Regions from separate parts of the Mus musculus genome. Here region 1 is linked to region 2. A link is a contact called in public HiChIP or PLAC-seq data. All regions are on one chromosome and are shown on one strand. The core of a region is the stretch at or near the end of the contact, and the rest is flanking DNA. Distances in the headings are between cores, read along the strand shown.

The links. HiChIP or PLAC-seq counts read pairs in DNA pulled down with a chosen protein or histone mark.
Region 1: an H3K27ac HiChIP or PLAC-seq map of embryonic stem cells shows a contact between it and region 2, with 7 read pairs. The contact joins the promoter of Slc45a3 here to the enhancer-like site in region 2. A contact is called at or near these places in 7 of 39 promoter capture datasets (the 3T3-L1 cell line, 3T3-L1-derived adipocytes, embryonic stem cells and 3 more), 2 of 484 Hi-C or Micro-C datasets (the G1E-ER4 cell line and embryonic stem cells), 5 of 115 datasets of contacts at active chromatin or transcription factors (the HPC-7 cell line, embryonic stem cells and epiblast stem cells) and 4 of 9 other capture datasets (adipose tissue, embryonic stem cells, liver and 1 more).

What each region holds. Positions count from the first base shown.
Region 1 is chr1:131,961,510-131,966,814 of GRCm38.p6, forward strand. Slc45a3 (solute carrier family 45, member 3) reads left to right here and starts at 1,406. Exons shown (of 5, transcript NM_001177628.2): 1 at 1,406-1,543.
Region 2 is chr1:131,887,898-131,893,021 of GRCm38.p6, forward strand. No RefSeq gene overlaps it. Among named protein-coding and RNA genes, the nearest start is that of Nucks1, 20 kb to the right of the region's middle. Within about 2 kb of position 2,429, at least 8 of the 459 cell types and tissues checked have an H3K27ac peak or open chromatin away from gene starts, as enhancers often do. A contact at or near this core is called in embryonic stem cells, where this site is marked.

The DNA.
Region 1 (5,305 bases), core at 156-2,655, 73 kb after region 2:
CCTACCTGGGGGTGCCTTTGGGGGGACAGCTGACTAGCTGCCTCGAACAGAACCCAGAAGATGGGAAGGACTTGCCCCCACGGTGCACAAGGGTTAACACTGGGTTAACACTGCAATCCAGGCCGGGGCGTTGGTGGGACACGCCTTTAATCCCAGCACTGGGGAGGCAGAGGCAGGCGGATTTCTGAGTTCGAGGCCAGCCTGGTCTACGAGTGAGTTCCAGGACAGCCAGGGCTATACAGAGAAACCCTGTCTCGAAAAAACCAAAACAAAAAAACAAAAACAAACAAACAAAACACTGCAATCCAGCACCATAGTGGCCAGTTCCCATCTAAGGCCATCCAGGTCCTCCATGTCAAAAGCATTTCCTGGGATTCTGTAGTGCAGATGGTCCCAGGACCCTATGGATACCCGATCCACCCCAGGGTCTCAAGACAGCATGCTGTAGTATTTGTACATAAACTTGCACATATCTTCTTGTGGACTTCTTCTCACTGAGACATCACACACATTTGATACGATGTAAATGCTCATATATGTAAGCTCTGGCTATATGTATCTTGCTCAGAGAATAAGAACAAAGGGGAAAATGTCTGTTTATATTCATACCGAGATGATGAAAACAACCCTTAGCCCAATATATAATATTCATCAACAACACATTTCCCTCTGATATTTTTATGATTACTTAGTCTCGTGCACCAAAAATATCTGCAGAAATGTCTAGCCTGTGGTATTGAGGTCAACAAGTCGCCTAAGTGAATGTCTCTCCACCTTAGACAATTCCATGGATGAAAGAGACACAATAAAGTCCCCACCCCCACCCCGGGATCAGCCTACGATTGCAACGCTCCCACCTGCACCCGCTTCCTGCCAGTCCAGGCATTTTGGAAACTTTGACTGGGAACATTTTGGTGGCAATTTATCACCTCTCCTTCCTTATACGCAACCACAAGTAAAAGAAGAAAAAAGAAGTGGGAGTTTTGTCTTTGAGTTGCAGAAAGAGGCACTGAGTTAGCTTTCTGAGAGCAAGGAAAAGTAGCTCTCAGAATGTGGCCGATCCTTTGAAGGCGTGGTCCAGTGCGGGTGGGTCGCAGTTGTGCCTGGACAGCAGGATGTCCAGAATGGCACGCGCGGGCAATGGTCGAGGAGCAGAGGGGAGGTACCCCGTGGAGCTGGGTAGTTTTTACCTAAATGTTTTGGTGGCAAGCGGCAGAGGGGGCGGTGCACGGCCCTAGGTAATGACAGGGCAGTCTAGGAGCCACGCGGGGGCTGCCCGTCCGGTCGCGACCAGAAAGGAGACTGCTTTTCCACCTCCCGCTTTCTTCCCTTGGGGACCGGCCCCACCCCTCCATCCCCTCCCAGCACCCCCCCACCTCCGACCCGCCTTGCCCCGCCCCCCTCCTGGCAGCCCCAGCGCGCATGCTCTCTCCCCCCACTGAGTAACCTGGAGATTTAAAAGGCGCCCGCTGGCGCGCGTTGGTGAAGCAGGGGTCCGAGCTCGCACGCGCCAGCCCCAGGTGACAGCCGCACGCCGGGCCAGGTAGGGGAGGGGCTGGTCCCGGCGGGAAAGGTGCGCGCGGGTGGCCGTGCTCGGCGGTGGCTTTCAGCACCCCGCGGGATGGGGCCGCTCCGTGGCGTCCCGGCCCTGCGCGAGCGGAGGCTCGCGGGGAGGGCGCGGCCCCTGGTGACCGGGTGCCTAGGGCGGGCGCCCGCTCGCGTCCGCGCTGAGTGCGCTTCCTCCCGGAGCGCTGTGCTGTGGTGCCCGCTGTCCCGGGCCGCGCGCGGAGGGCGGGATCGGAGCCGCGGAGTCCCGGGCCAGGCCGACGGAAGGCCGGCCGCCCCTGCTGCAGCCTCCCGCCGCAGAGTTTTCTTTGGAAAGTTGCGTTTATTTCTTCCCTTGTCTGGGCTGCGCCCGAAAGGGGCAGATGAGTCACCGCGGCGCGCACGGTCCACACTTAGGGAAGCCCTGGGAGGTCCTTCAACCGGGAGCCTTGGTCGGAGACAGAAGGGGACCCAGCTCTCTTGACCCTAGAATTGGAGCAAGGCTTTGGTGGAGTTGAGGCTGGGATAATGAGTGTAAGTGTACGTGTGCGATCCTGCGCCTTCCTTCTCTGCCTCCGTTACCCACCTGCGGAGAGTAAAAGCAGCTCCGGCTGTGGCTGCTGTGTCCCGAGGCTCAGGTGGGGATGGGGAGTACTCTACAGAGCGAGAAAGCGCTCGGCGGGCGGCAGCACGCCCGGTGGAGAAACTCCAGGAGCTTTGCAGGCTCAGCTCTTCCTTAGTCTCCGCTTCCTGACAGGGAACCCTGTGACTGCTCTGTCCCTTGCCCTCCGACTCAGCCCCCTCCTTCATGACACACACTTGACTCGTCCAAGGCCACGGAGAACTCGGTGCTTCCTCTTTCCCTAGGAGTATGAATTGTAGGTAGGAAGAGTTTGGCCCGGTGGGTATCTGGTGAGAACTTGATGCTCAGCTGTGACAGACCCAATCCTAGCTGGCTAGGTTGAATTTTGAATAGCCCAGCTAGGGCTTTGCAGACGGGCACGGAGTAGATGCAGCTTAGAATGACTGGCTGGGCTTCTGGAAGCTTTTCTCAGGAGGGTGAAACTGTTAAGGTTTCTAGCCTCTGTTTCCTACGCGTGAAGCACAATCCCTTTCCCAGAGTGTGAAGCCTCGGTGTGGGCCCACGTGCCTAAGGCATGGGGAACAGGTTGACATATGGAGCTGGGAAGAGAAGGGCCCAGGAGCTAGATGCTGGACAGAAAGCTGAGGAACCACACAGAACACTGTGTCCCAGGGAGTAAGTGGGACAGGATCTGAACCCTCTGGCCTTTCTGTTGGACCCAGTTCATCCTCTCATTCCTCCCTTATCTCCCGCCTGCCCCAGCTCCAGGGCTGGCCTGGAAGCAAGACTGTACTAAAACCAAAAGTGCCCAGAAAAGTTTGACTCACTGGCTGAGTCTAAAGATAATAGTACAGCTGTGGACATGCAGGCCCCAGTTAGGGTCTTTGCCAAGAGAAGCTTTCCTTATGCACTTTTGGAGTGGAGAGTGAAATCCCCACCCCCACCCCCGACCCCCCAATCCCTCTAACTCACTGAGTAACCCTAAAGGAACAGGAGGAGGAACTGGGCAAGGTCCTTGGGTAGTACATTATGCCCTGCATGCTGCTGGTTTTGGAAAAGATGTGTACTGGTCCCAAGCTAGAACTGGGCCTAGGCAGAGCCCTGGAGAGAGAAAGGCAGAAAGGTAGAGAAGAACGGTCCAAGGTCAAGGAAGTAAGACTGATTTCTGGTGGTAACCTCTGGACCGAAACCTTGCAGCACTTCAGGGATGAGAATACAGGCTGCCCCAAAGCTGGCTTTTCTGCTGCCGGTTCTGCTCCGCAAGTCTCTTTAACTTTTCAACCTTGTTGCAAAGTGGGGACCAGGATGATGACAATGATCGTACCCTCGGCACAGCTTTGTGATTGAAGTTAATGATGGCAAATACAACCAGCACTAACAAACACACACACACAAGTCTAAAATTATAACTTCATTAAATAACACATGTAGAACTCAACTGTGTCTTTAGCCCAGTGTGGTGGCTTACACCTGTAATCTCAGCACACTTGGGAGGCAGAGGCAAGAGGATTAGGAGTTCAAGGCCAGAGTTTTGACTACATAATGAGTTCCAGACCAGCCTGACTTACGTGAGACTCTGTCTAAAACAAACAACACGAAACAAAACAAAATCCCCTCAAAACAAAACCTATTTTGTTTTGTGTGAAATGTAGAAAATGCTCAATGAATGTTGGTTTTAACTATTATATTTATCACCTGTCATCTGGATGGATGGTCTGCAGATGGTTCAATACTCTAGGGGCCCTACTTTCTGGTTTTCTTTCTTCTCTTCTCTTCTTTTCTTTTCTTTTTTTCTTTCTTTCTTTCTTTCTTTTTTTTTTTTTTTTTTTTTTTTTGAGACAGTGTCTATGTAGCTGTCTTGACCTCCCTAGCGCTGGGATTATAGGTGTATGCCACCATGCTCAGCTTGAGCCCTGCTCTTTTCTTTCTTTTTTAAAGAGACTGTTCTAGGCTTACTTCTTTGAAGACAAGGTCTTGTGGGCTTTGGGAAGTTTAAGTAGCTAAGAGACTTGGTTCTAGCAAGTGGCTCGAATCCCATTTCCTCCAAAGTAAGTTATCAGTCTCCTGATTCTGCTTTGTCCTCTGTAAACCAAGCATTCTAGGACCTGCCTTCCAGGATTTGGGGATTAAGGAGACCGCTACAGGTAAACCTCTGAGCAGAGCAGCTGGTTACTTCGAGCTTGATAAATGTCAGCTGCTGCTAGTTGGTGACAGGGGAGTCGATCACTGTGGATTAACTTAGAAAATAGTTTCCTAGCCAGGCAGGGAACACCACCATATATAACATATGTAAGCCACCAGTAACACATTTGCAATTGAATTCTGGATCCAGTGCGAAGAACAGACCAAGACAGGGTGGACATCTTGATCTCTTCCCCTCTCTCTACTTCCTGATGGGTTTTATGATTAGTGCAGAAACCGTTGCTTGCCTCCCTCCCAAGAGTATACTCACAGGCTGGGGGAGGGTACTGCGTGAGGCAAAGGAGGTGAATATTCGCCCTGAAAGGTTAAGAGCCTTCTATGTAGAAAGGTTACATGTTATTTTAGGAAGACTGTGTGGGGAGGGTGCCCTGCAGTGAGGACTCTGCTCTGTCTTCGCTCTCCAGCCTTGGGGGGGGGGGGGTAGGGGTGGGTGTGGGGTCTTTCATGCTACTCTTTGGTATCCACAAGGAAAACCTAGCCCAGCTTTCTAGGCATGTATTCTGTCACTGAGTTAGATTCTCAGCCTAACTTCCTTTGACAAGCCAGTGGCCCTGTTTGCTGTACAGTGTGTGTGGAGGCTGGACCAGTTGGTACCAGGCCCAGCGTCTCAAATGCTGGTGCCACTTGACTCACAGCGACAGAGCTGGAGTGCCCAGCTTTGTCTAGTGTTGAGTGTCCCTGCCTGGGGGCAGGGGCTAGGGACAGAACTCTATCAGTGGCCTGACCTGTGGCCAGAATTACCTGTTTAATCTCGTTTTCTGCTATGAGGTCTATGTTTCTCCCTCCCTCCTTGAATGGCAGGTGTGGGGAGCCTTTTTAATTCAAAGGTTGGGGATGTCCCCCTGTCTCTGCCAATGTCTATAAAGTGGAGTTTCTATTCGTGGGAATTAGATGCGACATGTGTATGTCAGCCAAACTTGCATGAACCAGATAGATATTCAAAAGATATTTGTTTTCCTTCCTTTAACTCTGGAA
Region 2 (5,124 bases), core at 1,179-3,678:
TTAATTTTAGAGAATCATAACAATATCCTTGATTCATGCCTGATGACCCAAGTTCCCTGGAATACAACAAGCCTGATATGATGGTGTGTCTGTAATTCCAGAACTCTAACAGTGAGATAGAAAGTGGAGGAAGAGGATGCTGGAAGTTCCCAGGCCTCTTAGCCTAGTATATGCAGTGCAGTAGAAACCAGAGACCCAGTCCCTCGAGGTGAGAATGGAGAAATAACCCGAAGAGTTGTTCTCTGACCTCCATATGTGTGCCATGGTACAACTTACACTCACACACAGAAAAATCATACGCAAGGTCATGTGCAAATTCAGGGATGGTAACGGTCATTCTAATTTCCAACATTTGCTGGTAGGAGCTAATGGTAACTGGGGTGTGACTATAAATCACATATTCTCTTTGTGTGTGTGTGTGTAATTGCTAATTTAGTTCTCTTGCTCTAATTGGCTGACTTACATTGGGGAAGAAATCATACATATATCATATGTATATATTGTTTTCCTTTTTTGTTTAAGATTTATTTATTTATCTATTTATTTATTTATTTATTTAATATTAGTATAGTGTAGCTGTTTTCAGATGCATCAGAAGAGAGCATCAGATCTCATTACAGATGATTGTGAGCCATCATGTAGTTGCTGGGAATTGAACTCAGGACCTCTGAAAGAGCAGCCAGTGCTCTTAACTGCTGAGCCACCTCTCCAGCCCCCTATAGTTTTCCTTTTTTAAAAAACTATTTACTTATTTATTTCATGTGTGTGTGTGTGTATACCTATGAGTATGTAAAAGTCAGAGGACAGCTTGCAGGGTAGTCCTTCTAGAGTGAGTCCCGGGAATCTAGTCAGGTCATCAGATTTGGTGACAAATGTCTTTCTTTATCCACTGAGCTATCTTTCCTGAGACAGAGTCTTGCTATGATGTTCAGCCTGATCTAGAACTCACTATGTGGCCCAGGCTGGTCTGGAACTTGTGATCTTGAGTGCTAGGATCACAGGCATATGCCACCATACCCAGCAAGAAGGGCCTATGTTTTAATGACTTTGCATCTAATACCTACAAAGCATGTGTCAGACATTAAACCTTGTTTATATGAACAATGAATGGAATAAAAGATCTAAATAAAATGTAAAAAGAGGGGCTGGAGAGATGCTGCTGACTGACTGCTCTTCCAGAGGTCCTGAGTTCAATTCCTAGCAATCACATGGTGGCTCACAATCATCTGTAATGGGGTCTGATACCCTCTTCTGGTGTGTTTGAAGACAGTGACATATATATATATATATATATATATATATATATATATATATATATGAGAGAGAGAGCGAATGACGGGGTTCTTTCCTGTGTGTATAAAATTGAGGGAAGGTGTCAGGTAGCCCAAGCTTACCTCAGACTCCCTATGTAGTAAGGATGGCCTTGAATTTCTGGTTGTCCTGTGTCTGCCTCCCTAGTGCTAGAATCACAGGCACACATGACTAAGCCCAGTTTATGCAGTGCTGGGATCAATCCCAGGCAAGCACTCTACTAACCCGAGCTACAACCTTAATTACTTCTATATTTTTATAGTGAAAGAAAATTAAAAGCTAGTCACTATGGAAAATGAAGATGGGACTGGAGATGTGCCTTAGTGGTAGAGCACTTACCATTCATGTAATACTTAGGCTTTGATCTAAAGTGCTAAAAAAGAAGGAAAGTATAAAACCGTACTATTTAATAGTCCCAGTGATGCAACTGATACCTCCGTTTACACTGAACTGCCCCCAATGCTCGTGCTTCCACCTCCCATTGCTCCAATGCTCCTACTTACACACACACACACACACACACACACACCCGCCCCTGGGAGCTGAGATTGCAGGTGAACATCACCCACCAGCAAGACAATTTTCAAGGTAGGATTTGAGATGAATAAAAATTCAGAAAGAGCTGAGTTAGGATTTCAGGTTGGGAGGAAAGGGAGTTTAGAAGGTGTTTGTTTGTTTGTTTGTTTGTTTGTTTTCGAGACAGGGTTTCTCTGTGTAGCCCTGGCTGTCCTGGAACTCACTCTGTAGACCAGGCTGGCCTCGAACTCAGAAATCCTCCTGCCTCTGTCTCTCAAGTGCTGGGATTAAAAGTATGTGCCACCACTGCCCAGCAAGCTTAGAAGTCTTATACCATTGTCTAAATGGTTTCTGTGTAGGGAGGTACTAATTAGGTTAAAAAGATGATTACTACATTGCTTAGGTCAATTACTTAACCAATAGTGGTATATCCACCTTGTCCCAGGTGCTAGGTACTTGTGACTTTGTAACTTTGGGGGGGGAGGGGGGACCGGTGTACCGCGGCCTACATTTGACAGAGGACGACCTTGGGTGTTGGTCCTTGCTTTGGGTGTTGTTTGAAATAGGGTCTCTTTGTTGTTTGCCACTGGGTGTGTCAGGCTATAAAACTTAACTAGCTTTCAAGGATTCTCTTGTTTTTTTTTCCCATCTTTCCCTGGGAGCACTGGGAGTACAGATAAGTACTATTGTGCTCAGTTTTGATATTGGTTCTGGGCATTCAAATTCAGTTCCCCATGTTTACATACCAACTGCTTCTCCTACTGGGCCATTTCCCTAATCTTTTAAAGTGCAATAATCTCTTTCGTAGGACTCCACCCTTATGACCTAGTCACCCCTCTAACGCTCCACCTCTTAATACCAACACACAGGAAATTTCAAGATGTGACCTTCAGAGGGACACAGACCACTGCAGGAGTAGAAATGGAAGGATGAAGTTAGCAGCAGGCTCAAACAAAGGAGTTGTATAAGTCATGTCAAAACTAGGGCTGGTGGTACAGAACAGTGATGAGTTATTGCTTCACCGGTGAAATGAGCCAATTCAAGCCAGATTAAATTATATAGGCAGGTTTATTGGAAAGCTGCTCTAGGGCAAGTTCACTGGCCCCAGGGACCTAGGCCAAGGAAGTCACCATGGAGGGGGCATGAGAGAATAGAGACAGAAAGAGCTTCGGGACACAGAGAAGAGTAGGGAGCCCAAAATGTCTGGATTATATAGGGAAGATCTTTGGGGGAAAGGCAGCCCAACCCCTGGGCAGGAAAAGTAAGGACTGGGGACAGGGTATGTCAGGTAAGGACTGAAGGATGCTGGGAGAACCTGTAGGCCCAGCCTGTTTTGATGTGTAAAATATGCACCTTGGTCCCTTGTCCACAGGTCTGAAACCAAACAGCCAGTAATTCCAGCTACTTGGTAAACTGAGGCAGGAAGATCCCTGGTTCAAGACCTTCCTTCCTTGTCTACAGAGTGAATTCAAGATTATCCTTCACAAATTATCAAAACTGTCTCAAGATTTAAAAAAAAAGAAAATTGGTGTCTTCATACCTGCATCCTAGCACTTGAGAGGCTGAGACAGTGTAAGACTCAAGGGAGCCTTAGCTTACCAGGGACCCCCTGAGTGAGCCACGTGGATCAGGGATTGATGCAAAAAAACAAGAGGAATTTATTTTTCCAAAGCACTGGGGTATTCCCAGACCTGAAGGAGAGGCTGCGACCCCCAGTAACCATTCAGTGAGTTTTTATATGGTTTCCGGGGGGACAGTATAGAGAATCAGCAACTGTGCACAGAACAGTGCACCCTTTAAACTGATTGGTCTCTAGGGAATAAGGTGACAAGGACTTCCATTGTCTGGAGGTAGGCAACAGTCCATCCTACAGAATGTGTTCCCACCCGCAGGTCGGTTCCTGCCCTGTGGTCTGAAAAATGTTAATTCGCCTCTCCCTTCAAGGGGCTAGTGTGTCCTGACCTTCCCAGAGTTCCTGAGCTGACTTTTCAGCAGGATGATTGCCTCAACTTCAAGACAAACCTGGGCCATGAAATGAGTTTCAGGATCACATGGACTACCATTGAGATCCTGTCTCAATGAAAGAAAAAGGAATAATAAACCTTTAAAAAAAAATTGGAGTTGGATCTAAGGATCTTTTTTTAAAAGTCTAAGGATTTAAAACAAATGAAGAGTGTTTATACAAGATCCTGGGTTCAAATCTCTGTAACACACATACAGAGTATGGGGGGGGGTGGGGGGGACGATACACATAACACTGAAGCAGTTGGACTACAGAGGGGTTTGTTTTTCTGACTGAAACAAAGAATCCACAATCATAACTTCCTTAAAAAGGCTAAAATGTCAAAGTGACAAATGTATTAGCCCACGGTTTTGGTTGTATGAAGTCCATTAGGCTTACATTAAGGTATGGGCCAGGCTGATGGCTTTTAGAGGAAACAAAACATATACATATGCATATATCATACATATACATACACATATACAATACATATATATATATATATATATATATATATACATAAACATATACTATACATGTACATGCACATACATATATTTGTGGAGGGATTTTTTTATGTATGTGTTTTCTGAATTTTCTAGCTTCTGGGGACTGCTCCCATTCCTTGCCTCGTGAGCTCCTCCATTCTTCCTCAAATCTAGAAAGAGTGGATCATTTTTTTTCTTGAAGCTCATCACTCCAACCTTTTTTGCCTTTTTTTCTACAGTCAAGGACCCTTGGGGTTGCTCAGGAACCCCTTGAATAAGCAAAGTCATTTCTCCCATCTCAAGGTCAGCCAATAAGCAATAATGTAGTAATCACGAAGACATCTATCTCTGTAGTGTTTGGTTTCCTTGTTTGTTTGTTTGTTCATTTTTGCTCTTTTCTTGGTGAATTTTCTCTCTCTCTTTTTTTTTCTCAGAGAGGTGAGAGCACACCCAGAGGGTTGAATTAGGGCTTCCCACAGGCTCAGCACTCTACAAATGACCCACACCCTTAACCCCTTCTTAGTGATATTTGGGGGCAGGTTTTTATAGCACAGTTTGGCCGGAGCTCACTTTGTAGCCCAACTGACCCTCAAATATGTTACAATCCTCCTGTCCTTGCATCCCAAGAGCTGAGCTCGTAGGAGTGAGCCAGTGTCCCTGACTCTTAGTGATTCTTCAAGCTCCTGGCATGTTAGATATACCAATCTATCCCTGTATGTGACACAAAAGTGTTCCACAGCCCGAGGAGTGTGAGCATAGTGGTCTTAGGTTTGTTCATGATGAATCTGCTTGCAGTAGCTAAAATTC